Regions from separate parts of the Gossypium hirsutum genome. Here region 2 is linked to region 1. A link is a contact called in public Hi-C data. All regions are on one chromosome and are shown on one strand. Each heading gives the region's core, a stretch centred on a gene start, on an enhancer-like site or on the middle of the called end of the contact. The rest is flanking DNA. Distances are from core to core; before and after follow the strand shown.

Region 1 (5,886 bases), core at 907-3,406:
TCAACCTGTTGTTGTTGGACGAGCTCCAACGGAGAAGCTCAATAAATATGGTGTGGTGGACCTTAAAGAAGCAAAAGGAGATCGAGGTTGTACATATAGCCTATTGAGAGGATCCTCAAGTTTAGGCAAGTAACCTAACCTATAAATACACATATATAATTATAACTAAATACGAGAGAAAAACACTCATTCAATTTAGATTTATAATTTTCCCTTAAGCTTTTTCTTTCTTTTATCTTTTATCCTTAAATAAAAAAGATAGTGTTTTATTTTTTTTTCTCATCATTTTGGCATTTCCCCCCTTCTAACACAACATGGCATAAATAAACTTAATAAAAAAATGTTAAATCAGGGTGGAAAACGTTAACATAATATTGTAACCATATATATGTATTGCATGAGGGTTATCAAATTTGAAGTTCCCAAGTACAATATATAAAATAATAAGCACATGGCGGTTGGCCATGGTCAATGTTAAAGGCTTTATATTTTTTTTTTTAAGGAAAAGCGGGGTTTTTTCTTTTTGGTTAGTAAAAACGGTTCAATAAATAATCCTCTACAGCTTAAAATACCGTAGTATTAGCCTATCAACTGCAAAAAGTGAAAACTCAAAACTGAAGGTCGTTCTTATATTAATTATATAATATATTTGAGCCTGGAACGAGTGAAGTTTATGATATGGACTTGAGGTGTTATTTGATTTGTGAAATGCTAATTAACTTTCGTAGTAATTGTTTTTGGCAATTTGTCTGTTTAATATTTATTTATTTTCATATTTTATCGTATATTTATAAAATATTTGTCTTAAATTTATGATATGGAGTTAGAACTGTTTATAATTCTTCCTCAATTTATAAATAAGAAGATTATACGTTTCAATGCATTCGGACCCACATCCTCCTACATTGGTAACAATGCTCATACCAATCGAATTAAGACTTAATCGACATTTTATTTTTATTTTTTATAACAATTTTTTTTATTTATAACAACCATAAAGGCTAGCTCATTAACAATCTTTTATTTCAAATTTTAATCAAATTAATTTTATTCCTAAATGAATTAAAATAATAATTTTCAGTTAACATATTATTTCAATAAAATGTTGAAATTTTATATAAAAGTATATTTATCATATTTTATTACAAAAACAATATTTAATAAATAAAATTACATTTGTAAATTTTATTAAAGATAAATTTTATTAAAGATACTATCTTTTTTCTTTGAGAATAATTAAATATACTATCTAAATCTCACTAATTAATGTTATTAAGATATTATAATTTTATTTTAAATTTGAATTTGAATTTTTTAAATCAAACATATTCTAAAATTTAAATGTTAGCATACAATTGAGGTTAGTTGTAAAGAGGGTTGATTGTATTATATTTATATAATACCATTAAATTGGAAGTAAAAAAAGGTAAAAAAAAAAATTATGGAAGCCCCTGTACTAAGTCAAAGTGTATTTTGTATTCTTTACTAAAAAATGGGTAATTAGTTCTTATACGTTATATCCAAGAGTAAACTAGTCTTTTTTGTTAACAATTTTATCCATTTCTACGGTTAAAAACTGGCATGGCTAACGGATAACCAAACAATTACATGTTGCATACCACTTGTACTTTATGTTGACTCACATGAACTAATTTTTAATAGTAGAAATGAATGAAATTTTAACAGGAGGGCTAGATTACTCTTTAATCTAATGTATATGAACTAGTTTATCATTTTTTTTAAATAGAAGAACTTTTAGCGCAAGGAAAAAGAGATTGAGAAAAATTGAGTATGAAGCAACAGTGTTTTATGGGATTATTAATTTTCCCAGTCTAACAAATTGATAATCAAATGGTTTTAAAATAATAGATGAATACATATGAAGCAATCAGTAAAATGAGGTTGAGTTGTTTTCATAACAATATTTTGACCAAGAAACGAGGTGAGAGAGCATCATTTATATATAATATCTTTATTAATATAAGTATGTAAGTGTTGGATAATCAAATGGTAAGGAATTTGATGTGGTTTAAGTTTAAATATTATGAATGAAAAAAATAATAGAGAGTTTTTAATTGAAATATATATAATTATCGAATATCAAAATAGTATAGAAATAAGAGAGAATTAATATATAGACATATGAGTTCATAATCTCGGAGATGATGATCTCATTGACATAAACAGGGGCTGCTTCCAGGAAATTACATAAACGTAAGCATCCTTCGGCAATAAGTCACCCCACTCTGATCCGTTAAAGAATGGTCAAGAATTGATGTGTTACTTTGACCAGGCCGATCCCTCCACAACTATTAAGGCTCACCAACTCCCTCTATATTCATACTATATAAGCTAAACAACCCCGCTTGAATTTGTGTGGTGGAATTGGGAAGCCTTAGTAACTAGTACTAGGAGAGAAACAAAGAGAAAAAAACCAAATGTCCACCACCTTTGGAACCATGAATGGAACTCTGTGTACCTCTTCTTCTTCTGAGTGGATGCAACTGTATGAACAAACCATTGATGCTTGTTTCGGATTCTCCGATGCTACTGCCGTTACCGTCACCACGAACAACTTAACCTCCAACACTTCATATGCAGCCGCCGTTGACCACTACTTGGCCCCCAAGGCCTGTATATCAAAGTCTATTAGGAGACGATCTAGAGCTTCAAAGAGGACACCCGTCACCCTCCTCAATGCCGACGCCAAAAACTTCCGATCCTTGGTGCAACAATTCACGGGCTGTAGCCGTCGTAGCACCTCCATTTCATTTGCCAAAAACCCAAGAGGTCCCGTCAATATAAATTTTGCCCATGTTAATCCAAAGAACGACGACCACCACCACCATAATTACACTAGTCATTCAGATCATGCTTCAACATTACCGCAGCCTGGCACTAATGATTGTTGGAAGTCTCAACTGCTGCAACCGCAAGAAAAGCATGAACATCATCATCATCATCAACAACATGATGATGAGTACCAACAGCGAGTGTCAAATGAAGAACAAGAAGGCGAGTTTTCTTTTGACAGTATCACGTCGACTGATCATGATGATCTATTTCCGCAAGGGTTTGTGATAGATGATTTGTATTAAATTATTATATAGATGTTGTAGAGAGAAAGTCAATAAAAGTAACCACTGAATCTGAAGGCTGTTCATCTTCATCATCAAGTGTTTTGACATTGTCATAATCAAAGCAACGCAAAACATATCCCCCCAAAGTTACTTACATTATAATTTTTTAACTGGACATCTATACCCTCCAAGAAATTATATACATTAAAAGATTTAACCACTTATTCATTTTGAAAATTTTCATTTACTCTTTCAAATATTCAACTTGGATTATTTTATTAAAAAATCACACATCAATATATGGATATATATTAAAAACAGGTATAAAAATTATAAAGAAATTTACAAAGTTTAATTCTCTCATTTTCTATCCACTTTCTAAAAAATGGTGTTTTTATAGTATGTGAAAGAGATGAGGCATCAAAGATTATTGCTACTTATCTTTTGTTGATGAGCTTAGAGTTGTGAGAAAGTAATTTGGAATTTCTTCAAGTAATTTGAGTTTTTAAATGCAAATAAGTAAGAGGACTACTCTCAGAATAAGAGGTTATTGAAATTGTCTTACCTATTCTTTTACATATATAGGAACTTCATGTAATTTTATGTTCGATAAACGTAAATTAGATGTATATTTTGTAAGTGGTGTAAGCTATGTAATGGTATAAAATTTATTTTTTTTAATAGTTAATATATTTTATGTATTAACCTTGTTTAATGTATTATGTTGGTGCTTAAACTTTTTCTGGACTTAGTCAATACCTGAATTTATATTTTGTCACTCAAGTTAGTACCTCTGCATTAACATCATTAGTTTGTGCTAAGGTGGCACTGATAATCAATCAAGTGGTGATACGTGATAGCCTCTCAGTATGCGTGGGACATAAATTAAAAATATATAAATTAATAAAAAAGTATATTTTTTTCACATTAAGAATTAACCTAGACAACTGATTGTCCAGATACATTTCTAGACACCAATTTGTCTACATTCATTTCAAATGGATCTTTTTTGTAAGTTTATATTTTTTTAATAATATATTATGTTATTTATATTTTTAGTCTTATTATTTTGAAATTAAAAAATATATAAAAAATTTAAATTTTAAAATATATAAATTGATAAAAATTTATATTTTTACATCAAGAATAAACCTAGACAAATGGTTGTCTAGATTCAAATGCATTTAAACAATCAGTTGTCAATATTCACTGTAAACGTGCTTTTTAATTGATTTATATACTTATATTTTTATGAATTTATAATTTTTTGTTTTTTTGTATATTTATATAAATTTATAAGTTTTTTATTTTTGTTAATTTAGTATAATATTATAAATTTTTATATGCTATCCAAAATATTATAGGTTTTTTTATATATTTTTATTTTTATATATTTTTATAAATTTAGAATCTATATCTATTTAAAATAATAACCTAAAAAGCTTATATTTTATAAAAAATTAAAATATATAAAGTTACTAAAAATACATCTAGAATGAATCTAGATAAATGGGTGTCCAAATTCTAAGGTATCTGTAAATTATTTGACCATGTTAATTCTTAATGTTAAAAAATTTCATATTTTTTATTAATTTATATATTTTTAAAGATTTTTTATTTTTTAATTTATGCCCCCATATGGTACACTGAAAGGCTACCATGTGTCACCACAAAATCGGCTATTAGAGTCACATCAGCACAAATTAATGCTATTAGTGCAAAGTACCAACCTAGGTGACAGAATACAAATTCAGATACTAACTAGATAAAAAAAATCTAAGTACTGTTAAATAAATTTGAGAAAATAAACTACATATTAACCCTAAAATTATTATTCATATTCTCTAAATTTCATGATGTTTGCTATATGAAAGCATGACTCAAGTTTATATTTCACTCTATCAGTTCCAATAAAATAAGGCTTAATGCAACTTTTTGTTAGTAGTTTGCAATGTTATTGATTTATTTAAATAAATAGTATGAAATAAGCTATTTTTTATGAATAAACAAATAAGCTAAGTGACAAGCCCGTTAGATTAAGCCTGGTTAATGGGCTTTTATATGCCATGTCCTTGATATTTCTAGTGTAACTTTTTTTTATTTAAATGGTAAATATTTGGTTTATTGATCGTATATGTTTTTTATTTCACAAGCATTCTTAAAAAACTAACATGTGTACTAAATAATTATTCTTATTTTAATTATATTTTTAAGGATATATTCTTGCATTAGAATGGTTGTGTTGAAATGACACAACACTTTAACTAATTGTGTCATGTGATGTAACAACACAAATTATATCAATAACTGCATTCTGAAAAGACATAACTTGTAATGAATAATATTCATTCAATGACACAAGTTATGGCAATAGTTAAGTTATATGTAGCATTATTTAATAACTTTTCATTATCAACCATTTACCATTTCTTCTTCTGGGACGTTTTATGACTTTGTTGTATTCTGGAGACATAAAAAACCTCAAGGAAAGTTTGTCATGCCTCAAAGTTTGTCTTGATTATTTCCTTAATTATTTTCTTGTGTCACAAGTTTGTTTCTTGCACCACAATTTTTATAACACTTTTAGTCTCTAAAAAGGTTAGAAAATGATAAAATATTTTCATAATTTTTGTTATTTTTATATTTTTATTTTATTATGATTTTATATTTATATATATTTATTTTTTAATATCTTTTTAGGATTTTTATTATTATTTTCATTTTTCTTGGATTTGATTTATCACGCTTTTGATATAATAACATTTAAGATAAATTCTACATATTTATTCCTAAATCATTTTGTTTT
Region 2 (5,886 bases), core at 2,138-4,637, 140 kb before region 1:
TCACGGGTTAGTTGAACAGCAAACACAACGTATTTCCGCTCTAGTTCTAAAATACCTGTATATACTCCTCCATTCCCATCTGGAGACTTTGCTACCTGGCTTAAAAAAAGTAACTCATATAACCACCAAAGTTGAAAAAGTTTTCTACTTGGAGCAAGAAGCAAATTGTGAAATAAAATAATATCAAATCAGCCAAAAGAAAAACCATTAAGTATTAATACTAAAGGGATACTTCTAGGAGAATAGTGTAGCCGGAATACTGCTGTTAAATCACACATGACACAACAGAATAGACGTAACTCTTTTCCTCCTAAAACTTACAGACAGGTAATTTTACTTGGCCTTTCAACAATCAGCATTCATTTGCAAGATTCTCAACCCAAAATTGAAGTTGTGATGTTATGATAGTAGTCATTAACATCTGATGCAAATCACCATATAGCAAGTAGAACTGTTTAAGAACTGTTTAAGGACAAATATAACTATATGTACAGAGGAGCTTGTTAATTACAACTTGAACATTATTTTATTCAACCGAAGGAAATGTCACTCTAAATTCAAGGCTTATTCAGGAAAGAAACCACACCTTGAATGGAGTCTCCATGACATATCTACCATCCTTTGAAATGCAAGGTTGGGTGCCTTGCTGGAAAAAGGTAACCTGAAATACAACCAGACTGAAGTCAGCAAAATTAACTAAAGATAGACCATAACGAAATCAGAGAATCTGAAACCATCTTACTTGATCAGCTTCAAGACCAAAGTATTTATGACTCTCAAAGAATTTACGTGTTGCATCATCAGTAAATGGGCTAGTCATTACATACCAGTGTATAGTCACTGAGCCTGCAACTCATAAATATCAAATTAACAGGATAGCATACAAGCAAAACGGAATCATGCAGAGAAGATGGAGAATATGTTTACCCTCATTTTTAGCTTGTGCGGCTAATCTTTGAACACACAAAATCCGCTCAGCTTGCAGTTGAAAAAGTGACTTCCCAGAAGGAAGTCCAATGTCTAAAATCAAAATACAAAAAAAAAAAAAAAAACACTTATATATATGTAAAAATAAAATTTAAGCAATAACCATGAAACAACTAAAGCTATTCGAATAATCATTAATTATCTAACAGATTCATAGCTTCTTGAACTAACAAGAAAATTTGTTTATTTCTTCCTCAATTGCTTTGTAATTATGAAAAATACTTCCTTCAAAATATTTCTGATTATTCCATACATTGCCAGGACATTATAGTGTTAACCATTAGACTTAAATCTTTTCAAGAACCCTATCATCCTCTATTTTATATAACTTTGTGGAATGTCTCAGAATTAAACAACGATTTCAGATCCAGAGGGTTTGGCCACATAGAAAAGTGAGATAGGAAAGCATTAAACACGGTTAACTGCTTAAGTTCCATACAGGACATTCCCTGAACATGTCCTGATCAACACCAAAAATTAGTGAAAAGCATCATCAAAAGAAACTTGAAGGCAGCATAAGATTTTCAAAACCATGTCAGCAATGAGTAAAAATTACTCACTGAAACATCCCTTGGGATCTGAACTTCCAAGCCGAGTCCCCTGCAGCACATTTCAATCACAAGGAGATAAAACACAAGATCAAAAACAAGGGAAATAATACAGGGTTACTTGACAGGGTATCTTATTTATTTATTTGGAAAATTTGGGTAATTTATAAAGCAGATTTAGATCCCTTTTTCAGCAATGAAAGAGTATAGAATTTAGTAAAGCATCTTTTTAACTAAACAATTATTATTTGCAGGAAAATATTGAAGCATCCACTTTCTAAGTTAACCTAACTTTATCACTAATTATCATTACTGGACATCCAATAAAGCAACATCAAACCAACCTTTAGTAAACAGCAATTATCCACTTTAAGAGTTTATGGGCCCAGCTTTTTACATTAATAAATGTGCATATTGGTTATCAGAAAAAAAGAATGTCTAATAAGTAATGAGGGAACCATTCAAAAGTAACATCATTCCAAAATTATGGAAAGAGATAACTCCTCGGCCAAGAACTGGTGATAACAGCATCATTAAATCTTTCTAGGTGAGGCATAAAATATATTAGATCAAGAAGAAGCAAAATGAAGACTCATCATTAACTATTGTATGTAATAAATCTCTGAATCTAGATTATAAAAAGATTAATAAAAAAAAATGGAGATAGATGATGATACCTGGCCACCGGATAGAAGCAAAACAGCCAATTTGCCTTCCGATATAGCCTTCAATCCCATCTTCCACCACCTTTCCCTTTCCTCCATCGTTCTCTCCTCTACAGAGGACACGCAACTCTCGGGAACTGGCTCTATTGCTGCCACCGGCAGTCCTAAAAGCCCCACCAAGAAACAGAATCATATTAAAAAAATAACCCAAACAGAGTGTACTAAAAACGAGAGCAATCGAAGAATTTATATTACATATAGGCGCACCTTGAGATCGAAGAGAGCAGCGAATGATCCGATCTATTCTCGAAAGATCCAAACTCTGAAGTATGGAAACCGAAGTTGAATTATTAATTAAGAACTAAAATTGACTCACGAAGCTGAATTTGCTTGGAATTGAAGAACTATAACCAAAAGTTACAGGATTTAGAAGCGAAATTGAATGCTTGGAGTGGAAGAAAGGCATAATAGTTAAAACTTGAAAGGAAGGAACAAAAGTAGTATCTTTTCAAGAGACCAAAAATGAAAAAAAAGGATGTTTTAGAATGTTTGAAAGCAAATATCGAATTGTGATGATGATAAAAGATCTAGAAAGAAATGACCTGGATATCCTTGACGAGGTGGAGGCGTTCATCAGGAGAAAGCTCGTCCCAAAGGGCGAAAACGTGTTCCTGGCCGTAGTCCTTGAGCCTCTCGACTAATGATTGCGGCGGTGAAGACGTCGGTGGAGGGAGAGGTGATCCATCAGCACCGCCAACAGCAGCACCAGCAGCATTGCTGTCTGCGCCAACCACCATCGTTGGTTCCCTCATTCTTAATTTGTCTCTATGGGAACCAGACAAAGGTTAATTGTTTTTGTTATGGTAGATTAGATCTCTGGTTTTTTGGTATTTGGTTGGGTTGGGTTGGGTTTGAAGTATGGCTCAAGCGACTAGGGAATTTGGTTTATGTAAATGGGTATACAGAGAGGGGCAAAGGAACAGTGGAAATGAAGACAAGAATATCTCTGACTGGGTAACCAACTTCTACAGGGTGGACACCTGTGAAACGCTAATGCCTTCAATGCCTCTTTTTCCAACCCCACTTACCGTAACTCGGTGAACCGCGAATTTACTCTTTTTCCTTTTTTCTTCAACTTGAACCGTGAAATTACACTATCGTCAAATAACCATAACATCACTTAATTCAAGCACATGTTTATGTTTTGATGTTTATATACTCGTTACACATAGTCCGAGTAGGGGACCATTCCACCAAATATTACACCTTACCAAAATACTACTTTGTTAGCCTGTACACTTCACTTGATAAAATCATTATCACTTGTCATTTACATAATTTGTAACCATATCATATCAAGTTGCATTCTCAACCTAATAAAAGGACCTACTTTATGTGGCCATAGTGATAGTTTGCCAACAGGGAGAAGGCACATAGCCTATGAATATTTTTCTTGAATACCTATTCGAAGGTCAATGGATCCACTTACCAATCTCTCTTCCTCTCCTAGTAACACTAAACTCCTTCACCTCTTTGAACATCTCTTGTAGCTCTTAACCTATCAAGTAAACTACCTCTCCAACCTCCTTTAACCTTCTATCATCAATAATTGATGCAACAAGCGTGGACGACATGACCATTCCAACTCTAATACCCCGCCAAAAAAGAAGAAGACTAGAGGTAGAATCCACAACATCAAACTCAAACAAACAATGACTAACCTTAATCACCCTACCAACAACTGCAACCTTAACCTCATACAAGCCACCACTTCGACCCATATAAACCTTATAACCCATACTATCTTTATTACGCAATGTGCCCAAACTACTTGACACCCAAGTATTACACCACTTATCCAAATAGAAGCCATATCCACCTCCCCTAAGCCCATCCTTACTTAACCCTTAAGGAACAAAACTCTCAAAGCCCTAACATTAATTCTCGACAATTCACAAAAAAGTAAGAGAAAATAAAAGTTCTTGAAGAGAAACTTTTGACTCAGTAGAAAATCTAACAATAAAAACAAGAAATAAATCAATTAAACGAGAAAATTATCAAAGAATTACGAGTAAATAAAAATTAAATAGAAGACAACATGAGGAAACTACTGAGTCATTTCCCCATTGATAAAGAAACCTATCTTCTCATCCACAATACCACCACAGATGGTGGATCCTCAGCAACAAGCTAATTTCTTTGAAGACAAAATCTAAGTCTTAAGGAAAGAAATGTAATCCTTTTATAAGTCAAAGTCGATAGATGATGGAATGGGACTGCAATAACAAACCCTTAGCCTTAGGAATAGCAACAGAGTACATTTCTCTAACCTTTAACTTGTCTAAAGAGACATATTGTAACACCCTCTACCCGACCTGTTCGTCAAGTCCAAGTATTGGATGCCACAATAACCTGAATGACTTAACAAGATTTCTTTTCTAAATTAAATTACATACTTAATCAATTTATATTAACTAGTGATAAAACTTTAAAGCTTCACTTTCATATACAAATTACAAATTTACTGGACCAAAGAAAAAAAACGTAAAATGATAACTAAAACCCTGGGGCGGAGCCTCTACAAGTGCCCTTTTGTACACATGCAAGTTTTCAAAATTTGCCTTGCTTCTAGAGAAGTTTGGCTTGGTCCCTAGCAATTTCTAAATCTTTAAATAACCTGCATTTAAGCAGAAAACTTATAAGTTCAGGGGAAACTTAGTGAGATCCACATATAGAATTAAGAGGTATGTAAGGCGTCCAGCTCAAAATTTAACTCATTAATATTCACAATTAATATCTCTGACGGGCGACGCTTGGTGACTACCAAATGGTTTCGACGTTTGCGGTCTTTCCCACATTCTAATGTCCCTTCTGCATTGTATTATTCAGGCTCACTAATAGCCCTAAATACTCTACCGATCTATTTTCTTTGGAGACTTTTTAGAACATGCAGTTTCGACCTATAGGAGCATAACAAGATCTCTATCATTCCCCATGGCTATATCTGACCTCTGCTTTCCATTATTCTTTGACTGACTTTGTTGGCCATCTGGCCTTAGGCATACGTTTTTCCTTAAAAACCCTAATCAACCTAATAAACCCCTTGATTGACTTTTATCAACTTTCAATATATTACTGTGCCTTACTGCAAACTAATTCATGCCTACTTAAATGTGTGGAATCCACAACTTTCTTGATGGACTAGTATTTCCATATACCATATTTACTTTCTTACATAAGGAGTTTCCTTTTTCCTTTTCACTAATTTGGGGTTGAGACACACCTTTAGCACCCTTCTTTATTCCGGAGGTTTATGTTCCTTAGACGCACCAACTTATTTCTTCTTGTGACTTATCATACCCTTCAAACTGTGGACTTTATATTCACCACTAACATCTTTCATGAATCGCAGATCTTTAGATTATAATCGCTATGTCTAACTTTTTGGAGGATTTTTTGTGTTTACTATCCTGATGGATCATCCCGTGTTTACTGTCCTAGCGGATTATCTTGTGTTTACTATCACGATAGATTATCCTGTGTTTATTATCCCAGCAGACTATCAAAGGATGCCATAGAGTCTTTTAGCTAGGGTTTTAGTCATGTTTACCATGATGCCATAGTACCTTTCAGCCATGGTCTTATTATAACACCCAAAATTTACGAGTCCTACGTTGGGCAAGTAG

What was found. A called contact is a pair of places that touch in the nucleus more often than the background predicts.
Region 2: a Hi-C map of leaf shows a contact between it and region 1, with 1.5 times the contacts expected there. The contact joins the promoter of LOC107945296 here to the promoter of LOC107945232 in region 1. A contact is called at or near these places in 10 of 34 Hi-C or Micro-C datasets (anther, callus, hypocotyl and 2 more).

Annotation. Positions count from the first base shown.
Region 1 is chrD12:7,398,084-7,403,969 of Gossypium_hirsutum_v2.1, reverse strand. It overlaps LOC107945232 (calmodulin-binding protein 25), which reads left to right and starts at 2,156. Exons shown (of 1, transcript XM_016879155.2): 1 at 2,156-3,169. The coding sequence starts at 2,439. The coding sequence ends at 3,098.
Region 2 is chrD12:7,542,416-7,548,301 of Gossypium_hirsutum_v2.1, reverse strand. LOC107945296 (UDP-N-acetylglucosamine diphosphorylase 2) reads right to left here and starts at 3,387. Exons shown (of 15, transcript XM_016879252.2): 1 at 2,803-3,387; 2 at 2,468-2,522; 3 at 2,213-2,364; 4 at 1,548-1,587; 5 at 928-1,020; 6 at 743-846; 7 at 587-661; 8 at 56-95. The coding sequence starts at 3,012.